Regions from separate parts of the Mus musculus genome. Here all the other regions are linked to region 2. Evidence: chromatin contacts called from public HiChIP or PLAC-seq and promoter capture Hi-C data. All regions are on one chromosome and are shown on one strand. Each heading gives the region's core, a stretch centred on a gene start, on an enhancer-like site or on the middle of the called end of the contact. The rest is flanking DNA. Distances are from core to core; before and after follow the strand shown. Region 1 overlaps Gm32849 (a long non-coding RNA gene). Region 2 holds the start of E2f8 (E2F transcription factor 8). Region 3 has its middle 15 kb from the start of Gm32849. Region 4 overlaps Gm32849 (a long non-coding RNA gene). Region 5 overlaps Gm32849 (a long non-coding RNA gene).

The links. Promoter capture Hi-C pulls out the DNA fragments that hold promoters and counts their contacts. HiChIP or PLAC-seq counts read pairs in DNA pulled down with a chosen protein or histone mark.
Region 1: an H3K4me3 HiChIP or PLAC-seq map of bone marrow-derived macrophages shows a contact between it and region 2, with 2.3 times the contacts expected there. The contact joins the enhancer-like site here to the promoter of E2f8 in region 2. A contact is called at or near these places in 1 of 39 promoter capture datasets (cranial neural crest), 1 of 484 Hi-C or Micro-C datasets (3T3-L1-derived adipocytes) and 3 of 115 datasets of contacts at active chromatin or transcription factors (bone marrow-derived macrophages and neural tube).
Region 3: a promoter capture Hi-C map of liver shows a contact between it and region 2. The contact joins the enhancer-like site here to the promoter of E2f8 in region 2. A contact is called at or near these places in 1 of 39 promoter capture datasets (liver), 3 of 484 Hi-C or Micro-C datasets (the G1E-ER4 cell line, hemogenic endothelial cells and liver) and 2 of 115 datasets of contacts at active chromatin or transcription factors (both in embryonic stem cells).
Region 4: a contact with region 2 is called in an H3K4me3 HiChIP or PLAC-seq map of neural tube, with 4 times the contacts expected there. The contact joins the enhancer-like site here to the promoter of E2f8 in region 2. A contact is called at or near these places in 19 of 39 promoter capture datasets (the 3T3-L1 cell line, 3T3-L1-derived adipocytes, the C10 cell line and 12 more), 1 of 15 datasets of contacts at CTCF or cohesin (large pre-B cells), 75 of 484 Hi-C or Micro-C datasets (3T3-L1-derived adipocytes, the AML12 cell line, the AtT-20 cell line and 52 more), 34 of 115 datasets of contacts at active chromatin or transcription factors (the 230-238 cell line, the SCID.adh cell line, T-cell acute lymphoblastic leukemia and 25 more) and 4 of 9 other capture datasets (adipose tissue, embryonic stem cells, liver and 1 more).
Region 5: a contact with region 2 is called in an H3K4me3 HiChIP or PLAC-seq map of forebrain, with 4 times the contacts expected there. The contact joins the enhancer-like site here to the promoter of E2f8 in region 2. A contact is called at or near these places in 2 of 39 promoter capture datasets (the SN4741 cell line and cranial neural crest), 10 of 484 Hi-C or Micro-C datasets (the HPC-7 cell line, the Patski cell line, bone marrow-derived macrophages and 4 more), 24 of 115 datasets of contacts at active chromatin or transcription factors (T-cell acute lymphoblastic leukemia, bone marrow-derived macrophages, cardiomyocytes and 19 more) and 3 of 9 other capture datasets (adipose tissue, embryonic stem cells and liver).

The regions. Positions count from the first base shown.
Region 1 is chr7:49,046,021-49,048,893 of GRCm38.p6, forward strand. Gm32849 (a long non-coding RNA gene) reads left to right here. Exons shown (of 2, transcript XR_391458.3): 1 at 1-2,873. It also overlaps a transcript of Nav2 not described here. Among named protein-coding and RNA genes, the nearest start is that of Gm32849, 6.2 kb to the left of the region's middle. Within about 2 kb of position 1,466, at least 32 of the 459 cell types and tissues checked have an H3K27ac peak or open chromatin away from gene starts, as enhancers often do. A contact at or near this core is called in bone marrow-derived macrophages, where this site is marked.
Region 2 is chr7:48,879,786-48,882,485 of GRCm38.p6, forward strand. E2f8 (E2F transcription factor 8) reads right to left here and starts at 1,256. Exons shown (of 13, transcript NM_001013368.5): 1 at 876-1,256; 2 at 493-616. The coding sequence starts at 507. Gm2788 (predicted gene 2788) reads left to right here and starts at 1,515. Exons shown (of 2, transcript NR_155436.1): 1 at 1,515-1,732. It overlaps LOC115486422 (a long non-coding RNA gene), which reads left to right. Exons shown (of 3, transcript XR_882082.2): 3 at 736-839.
Region 3 is chr7:49,024,744-49,027,443 of GRCm38.p6, forward strand. It overlaps a transcript of Nav2 not described here. Among named protein-coding and RNA genes, the nearest start is that of Gm32849, 15 kb to the right of the region's middle. Within about 2 kb of position 1,443, at least 6 of the 459 cell types and tissues checked have an H3K27ac peak or open chromatin away from gene starts, as enhancers often do. A contact at or near this core is called in liver, where this site is marked.
Region 4 is chr7:49,103,297-49,105,996 of GRCm38.p6, forward strand. It overlaps Gm32849 (a long non-coding RNA gene), which reads left to right. Exons shown (of 2, transcript XR_391458.3): 2 at 1-2,700. It also overlaps a transcript of Nav2 not described here. Among named protein-coding and RNA genes, the nearest start is that of 9130015G15Rik, 58 kb to the right of the region's middle. Within about 2 kb of position 1,270, at least 17 of the 459 cell types and tissues checked have an H3K27ac peak or open chromatin away from gene starts, as enhancers often do. A contact at or near this core is called in embryonic cerebral cortex, neural tube and stem cell-derived motor neurons, where this site is marked.
Region 5 is chr7:49,083,627-49,086,399 of GRCm38.p6, forward strand. It overlaps Gm32849 (a long non-coding RNA gene), which reads left to right. Exons shown (of 2, transcript XR_391458.3): 1 at 1-1,616; 2 at 1,718-2,773. It also overlaps a transcript of Nav2 not described here. Among named protein-coding and RNA genes, the nearest start is that of Gm32849, 44 kb to the left of the region's middle. Within about 2 kb of position 1,310, at least 22 of the 459 cell types and tissues checked have an H3K27ac peak or open chromatin away from gene starts, as enhancers often do. A contact at or near this core is called in cortical neurons and forebrain, where this site is marked.

The DNA.
Region 1 (2,873 bases), core at 216-2,715, 170 kb after region 2:
ACTGTGAAATGCAATTTGTATAACATGATCTATGGGTTATTAAATTCACTTAGCTCTGAGCAGGCCTGAAATTGAGCAATTACTTTTGGTTTTCCTGCCTCTGTCCTCCAGCCATGAACCTAATAAGTCACTGGAGACTTTGTCCCCAGTCTGGTCCCAGCTGGACTCTGGGCTGAGGAAAGGCGTACGGCCCTGTCTGAGAGTGTGAGTGGATTGGAAGGCTCTTGAGACCTCTTCTGAGGGAGGCTTCTGGGGTCTGTGGAAAGCTGGTTGGAAAGGTGGGGGTCAGGAGATGCTAGCTATGTGCAGGATGCCACACAGAGAGGGCTGGTAAACTCAGGGAAGTATCTTCCACTAAAAGTGACTCCCTTCCCTAAGCAGGGATAGCTACTTCCCAGCTGATTTATAGAGAATAAAGAATGGGGCAAAGGAAGGCACGTGTGCAAGGGAGGAAGCACACAGTGGGTGAGTGGATGCTACTGTAAATCTCAACTGTCACATGCTCTTCCCGTGTCTGCCTGCTGGGAGGCCATGAATACTTCCGTGTCCCCAGTGCCTGGTCCAGAACAAGACCATGGCTGAGATAGAACTGAAGACTGAAAAAATCCCCTCCTTCCTCCTGCAGACTTCTGCCCTGCATCTTGAGTTTACTTTGTTCAGTGAACTACGAAGACAGCATACATAGCACAGGGCATCAGAGCACCTCTATTCACTTCTCCAGAGAAAAGCATGGAAGGAAGGGAATGCAGCCCTCAACAGGGCATCATTTCCAGCTGCCCACTGGCACTCTGTGAAAACAAACGCAGCTGCCAGTATGCTGACTGACAGGGACAAAGGGGGCATCCTCAGCTGACAGGGACAAAGGGGACATCCTCAGCTGACAGAAACACTTGGGACAGGGAGCTGAGAAGACCACAGCTTGTTGGAGCTGTGGGTCCAGCAGGAACAGGGCACGGGGGGTTTGCAGAATTTCTTCTGAATTCTCACAGCATCACCCAGCACCTGATTCTCCCTGCAGAAGGTCAGCTGGAGTCCTCGACAGCACCCTACACCGCTGGCACCCATCCCCTTCCTCTCTTGCTTAGCATCTAAGACTAAAGTCGTGGGCTAAAGGAAACCATTTGATAGCAGGAAATTGACTCAGTCCATCCTTCTCCAGCCAGAGTCGCTCAAGCCCTGAAGTCATTTGTTATGTCCTGTAACGTAAATGGCAAAAACAAAAAAAAAACACTTCTCCTAATCCACTAATGGCTTCCTCAAACAGTGCATAATTCAGAACCTTTCCTATTTCCCAGCTGACAAAACACTCTGTTAATAAAAACATCTGAAACCAGCCCATTCCCGCTTTTGTTTTGACTTAGGAATTAACATCTAGTCTCCCGAGTTTTGAGTTAACGAGATTTCCCTGCATACGCTATACAGCTCCATTCCTCACAACTAAACCAAGCGCTGACTCGGCTTCATCCATGTGGTTGCAGGCAGGGGTGTGGCCATGGGCAGATGTCCTCAAGTGGCATGGGTTCTCCCATCTCAGGCACAGAGCCCCGCCCATGTGACCACGCAGGCAACCACACTTCATGCAGGCAGTGGTGGCTATAACAGGCTCAGTGGGGTGGAGGTTTGAAGTCAAGGTCTAACAACTTGAAGATTTGTGACAGGAGCAGTCATTGTCACTGAGGAAGGTCTTCTCTAGTCTCCATTCTGTGACCAGACTTTACAGCTTCACCTTGCCCTTGGTTAGCTCAGTCTTGGAGCACAAGGTCTGCAAGGAGCATACAAGGCAAAGAGACCCTGCTCTGCCTGCCCCTTATTCCTGTCTGATCCCTCTGTTTCCCTCTGCTCTGGAAGAGACAAGTAACAAGAGCTTACTCTGTAGCTTAGGCTGATCTCAATCTCCAGATCCTCCTGCCTCAACCCGCCAATTACTGGGATTCCGGGGATGGGGGGTGGGGGGTGGGGGACGGGATGCCAGCATCCCCTGTTCATATCTAGAGTTTGAACCCTGAGTCCAGAGATAGCTTGTAACTGCTGCTTCACACTGTTCAAGCTCAGCTGCTTATTGTATTAACGCCAGTCCAAATGTGAAGAGCATCCACCCGGTGCCTTCTCACCTTCCAGCGTTCCCTCACAGAGCTTGAGAATAAAAGCATGAAGACTGGCTGGTGACAAAGGAAGGCAAAGTAAGCTGTCAGGCAACTGATGTGGGACTGGAGGCATGAGTAGGCTGAAAACCCTCCAAGAGGGCTTATGAGTAGGTCTCTAGCAGAGTTGTGGTGTGCACCGAAATTCTAAGTTAACTGAAGGAAACTGATATTTCAGTGGTATGCTATACGAATATTGTCAGGACCCACCCCTCTCCATGCTAATGCCTTCTGGAATGTGGATATCAACCCTGACATCTCTGGACACCCCCCAGGAACAGCCTGCATCACCCTGAAATGCGTGTTATCTATGGGAAACCTTAGGCCTTGTCTGAGCTGAGAGTCAGCCATGCTGACCCCACCAAAGCTTGCTGGGAATTGTCACTCAATCCAAAGGGCCCTGAACTTCAGCAGAGCCCAGGCAAGAGCCCTGCCTTCCTCCCCCAGGGCTCTTAGAGAGCCTTCTTCCCAGACCTACCAGGACAACCTAGCTGAATGCCTGCCTGCTGTCCCCTGTCTGCCATGGTCCCGTTACTCCCTCATATTGGTGTGAGACACTCCCAACATGGCATGAGACCCCCATCTGACTAGCCTGGGAGGATAGGCTGGAGTTCTGTGCACCCTCAGATCTCTGCAAGGCTCTCTCCTCCAGCAATCCTATGAGCCACCAATCTAAGCCCTTTACTAAGAAACTTTACTCTTTGCCCTTTTAAGCAACTGCCATACATTGCA
Region 2 (2,700 bases), core at 6-2,505:
GGTGCCCTCAGGAGGTGCTGATCCAAGGGTGGGGTTTCAGTGAACACTGCCAAGGACAGCATTGAGCTAACATCTAAATGCTTCCAGGAGATCTGTCAGGAACAGCATTTGGAGGCCCAGTAGGTTAAAGGGCTGACATTTTAAAATGTTATCTTACAAAGAAATCCAGTATCAAATTATGACCTTTGTGAATTCCAATGGTTCATGTAAATAACATATACATAATTTTTTAAGCACAGAAAAAACCCCAAAGCTTTTTCCATATATATTAAATTTATATTAAACTTTTGAAACAAAAAGGTTACTTTAACCCTGGACAACCCTATTCCTCTTCAAAAATTAAAATTTCCTTCTGGATTTCTGTAAAAGTTAACCAAAAGGATACAGCATTCGTGACTATCAAACGAAAAATTTAAGAAAACTTATTAACGAAAAACTCAGGATGATACTTCATTTGACATTGCAACAGTATAGACTGGACTTTAAAAATACCTTTTGGTTCTCCATTTTGTCAATTCCTCATACATTTAGTGTGTCTTTAAAAACGAAAAATCTGAAGTTCCTCCCCAAGTTCCAGTGGTTTAAGTAGTCCAATCGATTAAAGTTTTTTACTATCCTTAAAAGGAAAAAAAGTAAAGCAAGAATTAAGAGCTGATGAAAATGATTCACGTACACAAGAGCCCCCGGAAACAAACAAAAAATGACAAACCAGGTTTATTTTTGCCTTGAGGACAGACATTGCCTCTAGGCAGACCGCGCCAACAGACAGCAGTAAATTCCTCCATCAAACCCTTCTGTCACGAGACTTCAAGCAAACACAGAATCTACAGTGACAGTCCTCTCTCAGGTTCGAGATGGCTGTAGCAAGCACCCACCTGTGCACTGATCCGGGCTGCGGACGGAGCGCACGAGCCCGGGTTCCGATGGAGCACGCACCGAGCCTGCATCGGGGGAGATGCTGAAGTTTCTCGCCTGACACACACGTGCACAGGCTCAGAAGGAAGGACTTGTGAAGTGGCCTGAGAACAACCCTCCAATTCAGCCTCTGCGCTCTAAGCGCACGACCGGGCATTTACAAAGGGCTTTGGGATCTTGACCCCCTTTTTCAGGCTTCTTTCAATACACGAAGTACTGGGGCGAGGGAAGGATTCCCTAGGTGCCGAAATCACCGCGATGCCAAAGCGCACCGTACGCTGCGCTCCCGGTCCCAGGTACAGTCCCCAGCAGTAGCCCGCGTCCCGCCCGGCGCAAGCACTGGCTCCTCCTCCCCGCCAACTGCACCGCCCCCGGGGGCAGCCAGACAGCATCTCACGGTTTCCAGGGCGACGGCTCCGAGCCAATCAGTAAGCCCGGTGAAGGCCTGCGATTGGCTAGAGGTCCCCAAGGCGGGGCCGGACCTTCCGCCTTCGATTTAAAAATTTGGCGCGGAAAGCGGGACCGTAGCTGGCACCGCCCCCGAGTGCGCGGGGCTGGAGCGCGGGCGAGCCCCTCCCCCGCCCTCTGCGCGGGAGCTCGGCTCCTCCCCACGGGCCCCGGCGGGGCGGGAGGCGGGAAACGGCCGCCTTCACCCTGGCCTTCCCGGGATCCCACAACCCCGCCGCAGCAGTCTGCTCCCCGCTCACCTGTCAATCCTCCTTCAGAGCTGACGGTCCGGGGTGGCCCCGAATCCTGGCTGCGCGTCTCAGGGAGCCAGCGCGTCTCAGGGAGACTCGCTTAGCCCCGCCGCGCAGAGGTGGGTGCCGGGGGCGCCACCGGGGCCGGGGCTGGGGGGGGCCGGCGGGCGGGCCGCGGGAGCGTGGCCGTCCAGGAGCAGTCCAGCCCCCGATTTGAAATTAACCCGCTCCCGGCGCGAGCCGCTCCCGCGGGCGCGGAGCCTCCCCTCCCCCACGCCCGCTCTCCCGGCCCGGGGCCCCGCGCGCCAATCCGCGCCTCTGCACTGCCGCCGCGGCGAATCAGACTGTAGGCACCACCCTCCGACCCCGCCTACAGCCAGACTTGGGGAAAAGTCCTCAAAAACTTTTCCTTTTTCTTTTTTCCTTTTCTTTCTTTCTTTCTTTCTTTTTTTTTTTTTTTCTTTTTGCAAACACCATTTATCCGAGATCGAAGTTGGGGGATGAAATTTGGCTGGTCCAGAGCTGGCTGGCTAGGACTCGAGGGCTCCCCGCCATCCCCAGCTTGGTGCCACGTCAACCGGGTCTGCTCACCTGCCCTCTGGACCCTAGCGACACCGTTCCCTCTGCGACCCTTTGCATGACTGCTTAGCAGCTTCTGCTCCACGGTTTCCAGAAAGAAACGTGTGAGGAGGAAAGAGCTTCGTTGTCTGAAGCCCAAGGATGCGGGGCGTTGGCCGATCTCTGAACACGCAGGTGTGGGAGGAGGGAGAGAAACTCAGAAAACCCGCCAAGCCTGTCCCCAGTGTCCTGCGTCTGCCGATCCCCTCTTTGCTCTTTCCCGCTTTTCTTCCTTTTCCTTTTATGAGCTTCTGACATCGGCCTGGTATATCGAACAGGTCAAGGGAATTTTAGAGTTAGGAGACCATCTCGTCCAAAACCCTCATTTTGCAGAAGTGGAAAAAGAAGCTCGGCACCCCAACTATGCCTTTCCGTGCTCGAGTTCTTTTGCACCCGCCTTTGCCTTGTAACATTTCCCCTTTTCTGATCACTCTGGGATCGCCCGGACCGCATGTTGCCCAACCCGCTT
Region 3 (2,700 bases), core at 193-2,692, 150 kb after region 2:
TGAGCTGAGTGTGAATCCCAGGAATAGATGCTTTGAAGACATGATGGATGATGACCCTTGATCAGCAAGGAGAGAAGAAGTGTCCCCACACTGGGGTCCACACACAGTAGAAGTTCAGAAAGTATTCATGTGCCTAAGGCTGCAGATACATGAGTAAGGAAGCTGTGTCCTGATGGTTTGGGGTCATTGGCCCTAGGTGACACTGTGCTGGTATTTGAGTACCCCACCCCCTTCCTCATGGCCTTGTCTGTAAGCTGCCCTGCCTCCTCTGCAGTACTTGCCAATTTTGTTGACATACCACGTTTGGCAACCATTTGCAACTTGATTATTATCTTTGGAAGCCAGGCATCACAGGTGAGCCTCATCGAAAGCTCTCTGCAGAGAACCGCCGTGTACAATTAGTAAGTGGAGAAATGTGTCAGATACAGAGGAGTCTCCAATCTGGCTCTCCCTGGAGTGTGTGCAGGGCTTGTTTTCCTGTTGGAGGCACACGTCAGGACCACTGAGAAAGGAGGTCAGCCCAGCAATTGCTTGCTCTACCCTCTGCACTCTGGTTGGCAGAAGGAAGAGGCCACAGCAGGTGAAACTCCAGGCCCTTCTGCTCCATACAACAGGAAAGGGAAAGAATCAAACAGAAAATGCTGGAAAAACAGGGTGTAATTCCTTTAGAATGCAGGGATTCAGAGTCTGAACATTCATCAACTAGCTCTTAGCAATACTTTATGTTTATGCCTGTGCATATATGTGTGTATGTTGGTTTGTGTTCGTGTGGGTGTACATATGTATATGGGGTGTCATTTCTCAGGAGCCATCCACCTTGATTAGTTCTTGAAACAGGGTCTCCAGTTGGCCCAGAGCCCACTGAGTAGGCTAGTCTGGCTGGCCTTGGAGTCAAGTGATCTGTTTGTACCTCCCCAGCACTGGGATGGCAAGGACCCCAGAATGCCTCAGTTTTAAACATGGCTTCTGGGAATTGCAGTCTTCAAGCTTATACGGCAAACACTTACTGAGCTACCTCTCTAACTCCTCTTAGTGATATTTTGTGCCAAACGTAGCCATAGATAATATGGAACATGAGCTAAGGCTGTCTAGTAACTGAAAATATACAGTGATGTATAATAGTGATGCTTGCATTGGTTGCAATTTTCTTGAGAGCAGGGATTGATTCTGGCTCATTTCCGTGCTCTCCCAAGTTTGTACATGACTGCAGAGAAGGAACTCAATAAGTGCTTGCTAAACAGATGGATAGATCAATGGCTCATGAGTCTGATTTATAGGTGCGGGGAATCCCAAATAGTAAAACATGTCTGTAAAGTGCATTTGCCAGAGTCAGGCTGGTGACCTCAATTCATCCTGAGACTCCAGCCTCCAACAGTGGAGTCTTCACAACAATCCTGCCTCATTTTGTATTTGAGTTACTGGGTGATCTTGGCTCAGTTGCCTCTCGGACCACATTGGGCAAGATTTTCCATTTGTTGACAAGCTTGGTTTTGAAACTGATCACTCCAGTGCATTTCAAATGGAAAGGGCACCAGAGTTTGTGTATTCTAATAACTTCTGCCCAGAAATGAGTGACTTCTTCAGCCTGGAGGGTCAGCTAGGTGAGCAAGGCTCTGGGGAAGGAGTTGGCCGAGGGAGAGAAAGTCTGGGGACAAGAATAGACTCTAAGGCACAACAGAATGGCTGAAAAGTGTTTTTTAAAGCGTCTTGCTGGTGGGGGATGGGCATGTTTGTTTCTTTGGATAGCTTATCCGTGTCTGAAATTCTCTCTGTAGCCGGTGGTGGCCTCAAACTTGTAACACTCCTGCCTTGGGATCCTGAGTGCTGGGATTATGTTATCACACTTGAAGTGGCTGGGATACTTTCCCAATCTTTCCACTCATTTGTTCTGTAGACATTCATGGCCTGTGCTGAACACAGCAGGGTCCAGGGAATACAGAGACGGAGGAAACACAGCCTTACTCCGAGGAATTTGCCACCCAGAATATTATTGGGTAAGAGACTTGAGAATGTTCTGCGTTGTAAGGGGAAATGAATTGAGCTGCTACATTTTTGGACTGGAACTTTTTGCCTTTGACTTTGAGTTTTGACTTTGTTTTAAGTGGCAAGAACAGGAATTGGGTGTCTGGTCTGTACCAGGCTGTCTTGGTTAGCTCTTAGACTCATCTGTGGAAGTCAGGTCTTAGGAGAGGAGCTCAAAGATGGAGTGTTGCTGGCAACATCTGCTTAGCTCCAGACTTTATCTTCCTGTTGTCTCCAGTATGGGAGCAGACAGTTAGGAGTAAGCTGAGCCTGCCTAGCCAGGCTCTGCACACCCTCCACCCCCGAGTCATCCATGAGTCTGCAGAGACAGGTGGGGCCAGAGACAATGTTTGACTTCCTTCTTGCCTATGATGGACCATTTGTGGTCTACAAATAGCTGGGTGTTTCTCTAGAGTCTGAGGCTTGAGCTGACAGTGACTGGATAGTACCATTCTAATTGTGACCTGGTACACCCTCCCCCAAAGATGCCATATTGATAAGGGGCTTCTAAAGCCATGGAAAGTCCATTCTTTTGGGGGGTATGGCCTGAAAAGGAGTCACATCCCACAATGTAATAGACTAATGTTCGTAGGATCTCAGCTATTCATTCTGAGATGCTTTGGTGGCAAATTAGACATGCAGAATCTTGGGCTCTGATCTTATTCAATTTTTAATTAA
Region 4 (2,700 bases), core at 20-2,519, 220 kb after region 2:
TTATTCCTTTGGCCTGAGTCTCCTTGAGGTCTAGTAGAGCCCTGGTCTGCAATCTAGGCATGCACAGTTATGTGCATGGGGTGTGTATTTAAAACAAGAAATCAGCTTCCAGATACTCAGGTTAGTTTTCTACTCTTCCAAAATTGATCTCACCAAGATCTACTCAAGAAGGGCTCCCAGCGAAGCCTTCTCCCACTTGACAGAAAGTAGACCCCTCCTTCACCCTGAACCTTACTGGATGATTTGCTGAGGAGTTTCAAATTGCCATGGTGCCAAAGGACAAAAAAAAAAAAAAAAAAAAACAAAAAAACAAAAAAAAAAAAACAAAACAAAACAACCCACTGGTGGGTGAGCATTGTCGCTAAGCTAGGGAACCTGAGATACACGGAACTTCCAAGTTTCACCTGGTGTGATTTCCAGTCACAGGCAAGATGATTGAGTCCTCTGGCTTGTGTTGGGGGCTCAAAGACTGGCCTAAAGGGGCTGGAGAGATGGCTCAGGGATTAAGAGCATTGACTTCTCTTCCAGAAGTCCTGAGTTCAGTTCCCAGTAACTACATGGTGGCTCACAGTCATCTGTAATGGGATCTAATGCCCTCTTCTGGTGTGTCTGAAGACAGCTACAGTGTATTTGTACACATAAAATAAATAATTCTTAAAAAAAAAAAAAAAGACTGGTCTAGAGGAAACAGTACAGGTAGGGAATGCTAATTCACCTCACGGTTTCTGGAACATTTTCAGTACTATCCTCTTGTTTTGTTTTCAAGCCACATTGGACAAAATCTATTCTTTTTCCAGTTTAGTGTCCTTTACTCAATTAAGTTGGTTCACACGTTCTTCTCTCCAGTTATATCATAAGATCTAACTGTATTTAATCTTTATTTTCTTTCATTTTATAAACTGTGTGCTCATTTCTACAGTCTCTTGACATAAACTTTCTGCACACATCTGGCGACAACTTCTAGCTACTGAGCTTAAAAGATGCTTAGAGTTCAAACTTTTTTTTTTCCTAATCGTTCTTCTTTGGGGGAAGGGAGCAAAGGGATTGAAGCCCACGGAGACATGCAGCCATGTGGAAAGCCATTATCCGCTGCCATTTTGATTCAAGATCAAATGTCACGGGAATTGGAAGCCTTTTCAGTGTGTCTGAACGTGATGCAGTCGGGGTCCTCCCTGACAAGTTATCAACAAGCAGACAGGCTACACACACTCAGGCCCCAATGGTTCTCTTGAAAGCGGTCTCCCTGTGTTCTGCTGATAATCAACCCACTGGCCATATTGAGGCAGCCACCTCCAAGGGGGACCCACTGTTCCTCTCCTGATAGGAGCGCATAATCCCATCAGTGTCAATGGAAGGTACGTGCCCGCTTCACTAGAGACAATAGGGCAACACAAGGGACACTTGTTCCCAGCAACTGAGGGGGTAAATGTGATTGGCTATTCCCAGCCACCATCTATAAAGGGCCTTGCTGAGCCCTTCAAGCCGTTTCTTTGTCAGGCTGCAGACTGGGGGACTCAGTCTGCCTTCCTCTACAGTATGGCTGCCACCCACCTTCCCTGAGCAGAATGCTCACGAAGTCCCACCAGGACTGGCCTCTCAACCCCTTGCTTCTTCTAGAGATGAGACCTAGGACCTATGTCCCAAAACTGTGACCTGAGTTTCCATGGCAGGGGAGCAACCAAATCCTTCATTCTTCACAAAGAACTCACAGTGGTGCCAGCAATAGAGATTATAATCATTTACTGTGCACTGGGCTTTCTGCACACTTAATTTTTTTTTAATACACTGTGCACTCAGCCCCAAAGTCTCCAAGCAGTTCTGTGCAGCCACTATAGTCACCCCCATGAAGTAAGACAAGACTAATTGAACAGTGGATAATACAGAGCTGCAGAATCTGGACACCAGGAGGCAGACACATAGGGTATCAGAGCTAAGTCCTCCTCGGGGCCTGACAGCAGCATAGAATGCTACCTTCTCTCACCTACTGTACCATGTTCTATACCTAAAATGTGACTAGAGTTTCCATAGCATGGGCAAAGCCTGTGTGTGTGTGTGTGTGTGTGTGTGTGTGTGTGTGTGTGTATTATTGCCCAAGGGTGAGGCTAAAATGCAGGGGTAGGAGTGTGAATATAGACTTGGGTATCAGCCATGTGGCCCATCTTTGGGGAATACAGGGAAGTTGATGCCAGGTTTCTCTTGGCAATCTGGATGTCTTTGGGGCTATCTATAGCAGCAGCAGGCTGAAGGCAGGACTCCTCTGTGCCCTTGGGCTCCTTCCCTGCTGAGAGATGGTCTCACAGCTGTGGCCCCAGATCTCCTTGTCCCACCGGAGAGAGGTCTGAGGCCTCAGGCTTCAGGCTGAATGCAAGGCCCATTCTGACATGGGACATGCTAAAATGACATGTCATGGGGATTTGTGGGCCTCCCTGGAGCGATTTCCTCCAGGGGGTCATTTTATTTAGTTCCAATTGGACTCTGTGATTGGTCTCATCCCTGGACCAGCTGGTGTCCAGGCTCCATATGGCAGGGGCTAGGAAAATGCCATGTTCCAATTGAAATATACTCTGCCTTCCTGTGGGCCACTCTGTAATTGCCTCTGGCTGAAAGAGGGCTTTGCTTTTTAAAATGAAGCTAGGAAGTAATTTCTCCACTTTGGGTTTGCCATAGTGATGGGTCCATGTCTTCCCCATTAATTCAGAC
Region 5 (2,773 bases), core at 60-2,559, 200 kb after region 2:
CGGACCTTTGTCTGATGTGTAGGCTAGATCTACATACAGGATAACTTGGGATGAGGGTCTGTGTGCACAGCCTGACTTGTTTGCTACTCACTGCAGTGGTCCTTCCTCCCAGGACTCTGAGGCTGACCACCGTGATCTCCTGCAAACTAAACAACTGCAAGAAATAAGCACAGGCACAAAACCAGCCCTCTTGCTAATCCTTTGGACTTCCTCAGATATGGTAAGCAGCTTGGGCCTTTGCAAATGTCACCTGGGCTGCACTCCCCACCCGTCACTCTTAGCTCCATGCATCACTAATGAAATTCTCCATCCTTCTGTGTGAGTGCAAACAGTCCTTATTCAAGGAGGTCATCCTGACCACCCCATCCTAGGTGTTAAGCCTGTCTGTTACCAATTTGTACCTAGCTGCTGGTCCAGTCACTTGCTGGGATTTGCATTAACCAATGGTGAGTATAATGATTGGCTCAGATCAGCCTTTTCTCATGAATGTTTTATTCACTCTTGAATCAACAGATGCCTCCAACAACGGCTGGCCGAATCTGTTGAATACATGAGTGAGTGAGTAAGAACCCACCCACTAGGGAATCCAGGCCCTCTGTGGTCATTCCAGCCTCTTCAGTGTTTGGTGGGGGACTGTGGTCCCACTAAGTATTCAGAAGAGCACACATACTCACACACACACACACACACACAGAGAGAGAGAGAGAGAGAGAGAGAGAGAGAGAGAGAGAGAGAGAGAGAGAGAGAGAGCATACCAGGGCAGTGTGGGAAGGATGCAGGGATGCAGGGAAAGGATGGCTAAACAGATACTGTGTCTTGGGGCCAGGATCTCACATGAAGTTCTCAATGACGGGCCTCTGTGTGCATTTGATAACCAAGAAAAACAAGAGTCAGGGTGGACATTAATGCATGCCTGTTCCTTACCATGGGTGTCCCCGATTCTTCTGGCAAATGAGGGTAGAGGCAAGTGGACCAGACAACCCTTAAAGTCACTTCCAACTTGGTCATCCCCTTCCTGAGGCCTGGACTCCTGCTGTTCCTGTGTGCATCTGCATGCCTGACTGCTAGTGCTCAGAATCCTCTTGGACAAGAACTATGTCATTAGCTGAGGCTGCAGGAGCAAGCTCCTAGATGAAGTAGCAGCCCTTGGGGAATGTAAATACCAAGGAATTTGGGCTCAGATGTCCTGTCCCATATATCGGGGGGGGGGGGGGTGCTGCAGCACCTCGCTCAGCCTCTGTGCAGTTCCACAGTAATCAAGAAGGAACTGTATGCAAATGCAGTTTCTAGATGACTGAGCCAGGCTGTTCCCAGGGCTGGTTGGGATATTTATTCAACTCACTGTCACCAGATGCTTTTCCAAGGCAAAGGCAGGGACTGTGATAAATGATAACACGTTCAGCAGCCACGGGCGAGATGGGAGATGATCGGCCGCCCCACCTCCCTTCCCTGGCACTTTGTATTTCATCTGTGATTCCCCCGAAGCCTTGGAATCACTGCTCCTAAAACTCAAAGGCAGAAATGGAATTCTATTCCAGGCACCAGGCAATGGGGTCGCCGACATTCACCGGGGTTGCTTTAATCTTGCCTGAGACATCCAACAAGAAAGAAATGTGGTAAGCTGGGTCCTGCAGGCAGAGAATTACCCTGGGGAATGGGTCCCTGGTCTTTCTCATCTCTGGGTCTCATCCTTCTCCTGAACATTTGCATTCTACAGAAGGAAGAGTGATTTCACTTTTTCAAAAAGAAAAAAAAAAAATGGGTATGCTGTGCTGGGAATGGAGCCCAGGGCTTTGTGTGCATTCGGCAAGCATCCTACCTCTGAGATGTGGTCCGGCTCTCAAGTCTTTAACTTCTGCAGTTGCAATCTGTTGCCTTGAAGAAAGCAGGAGGCTACTTTGTAAGTCTGGGAAATAACAGACTGGGAAGCAGACAAGGGCGAAAGCAGAAAGAAGATGCGCAGCACTGGTTGGTGGCTGGGAAGGTTCCTGGAAAACTGCTCAGGCACGGCAGGACCGGGTCTACGGCTCCAATCCCCCCAGGCACTGCTCAGAGTGTGAACTCATTACTCCCTGGCTACGCAGTGAACTTGTCATTATTTTATGCTTATTTTTAGCATGAGGAAACTGAGGAACAGAGAGACAGTCGAGCCTCGCAGACACCAGTGCCCTTTACCGAAACTTTGTGCCCCTCTATGACAATAGCTAGTAATATTTTTTTAAGGGCACAGCGGCACACACTTATAACTCTAGCACTGAGGAGATGGTAGAAGAATTTCAAGGTCACACTGGATCATACAAGGAATTTGAAGCCAGCCAAGAATCCACATGACACTGTCTCAAAGTAGTAACGATGATATCAGTAGGATTACTCGTGGTAGCTGAAGCATCGCTGCTTATCCGAAGCCCTGTCTCAGGCAGTTCCAGTGCCGTCTTCTTCTCATTATAAACCGTGCAAGGGAAGAAACTGGTGAACAGGAGGGTGGACTGTAGCAACAATGGTGGTATAACAGAGCCAGCCCTTCACTGAGGACAAAACCCACCCACTACTTATCTCAGGGGAGTTCAGGCCTCTGAGAGTGGTGGGGGTGCTACACTCTTTGTGCCCAGCCCAGGGTCAATTGATTGGTTTTGTTGGGAACTGTGGGGAGGGTCACTCCTCTCTGGAGATTTATGGTGGTGTCTCTTCAGCTATGGAGCTAGGCACCCATAGCAAGACATTGAGGCTAGAGCTGAGCAGAGTGAGGGCTTAGGGTCTCTATGGTAGGAAAATG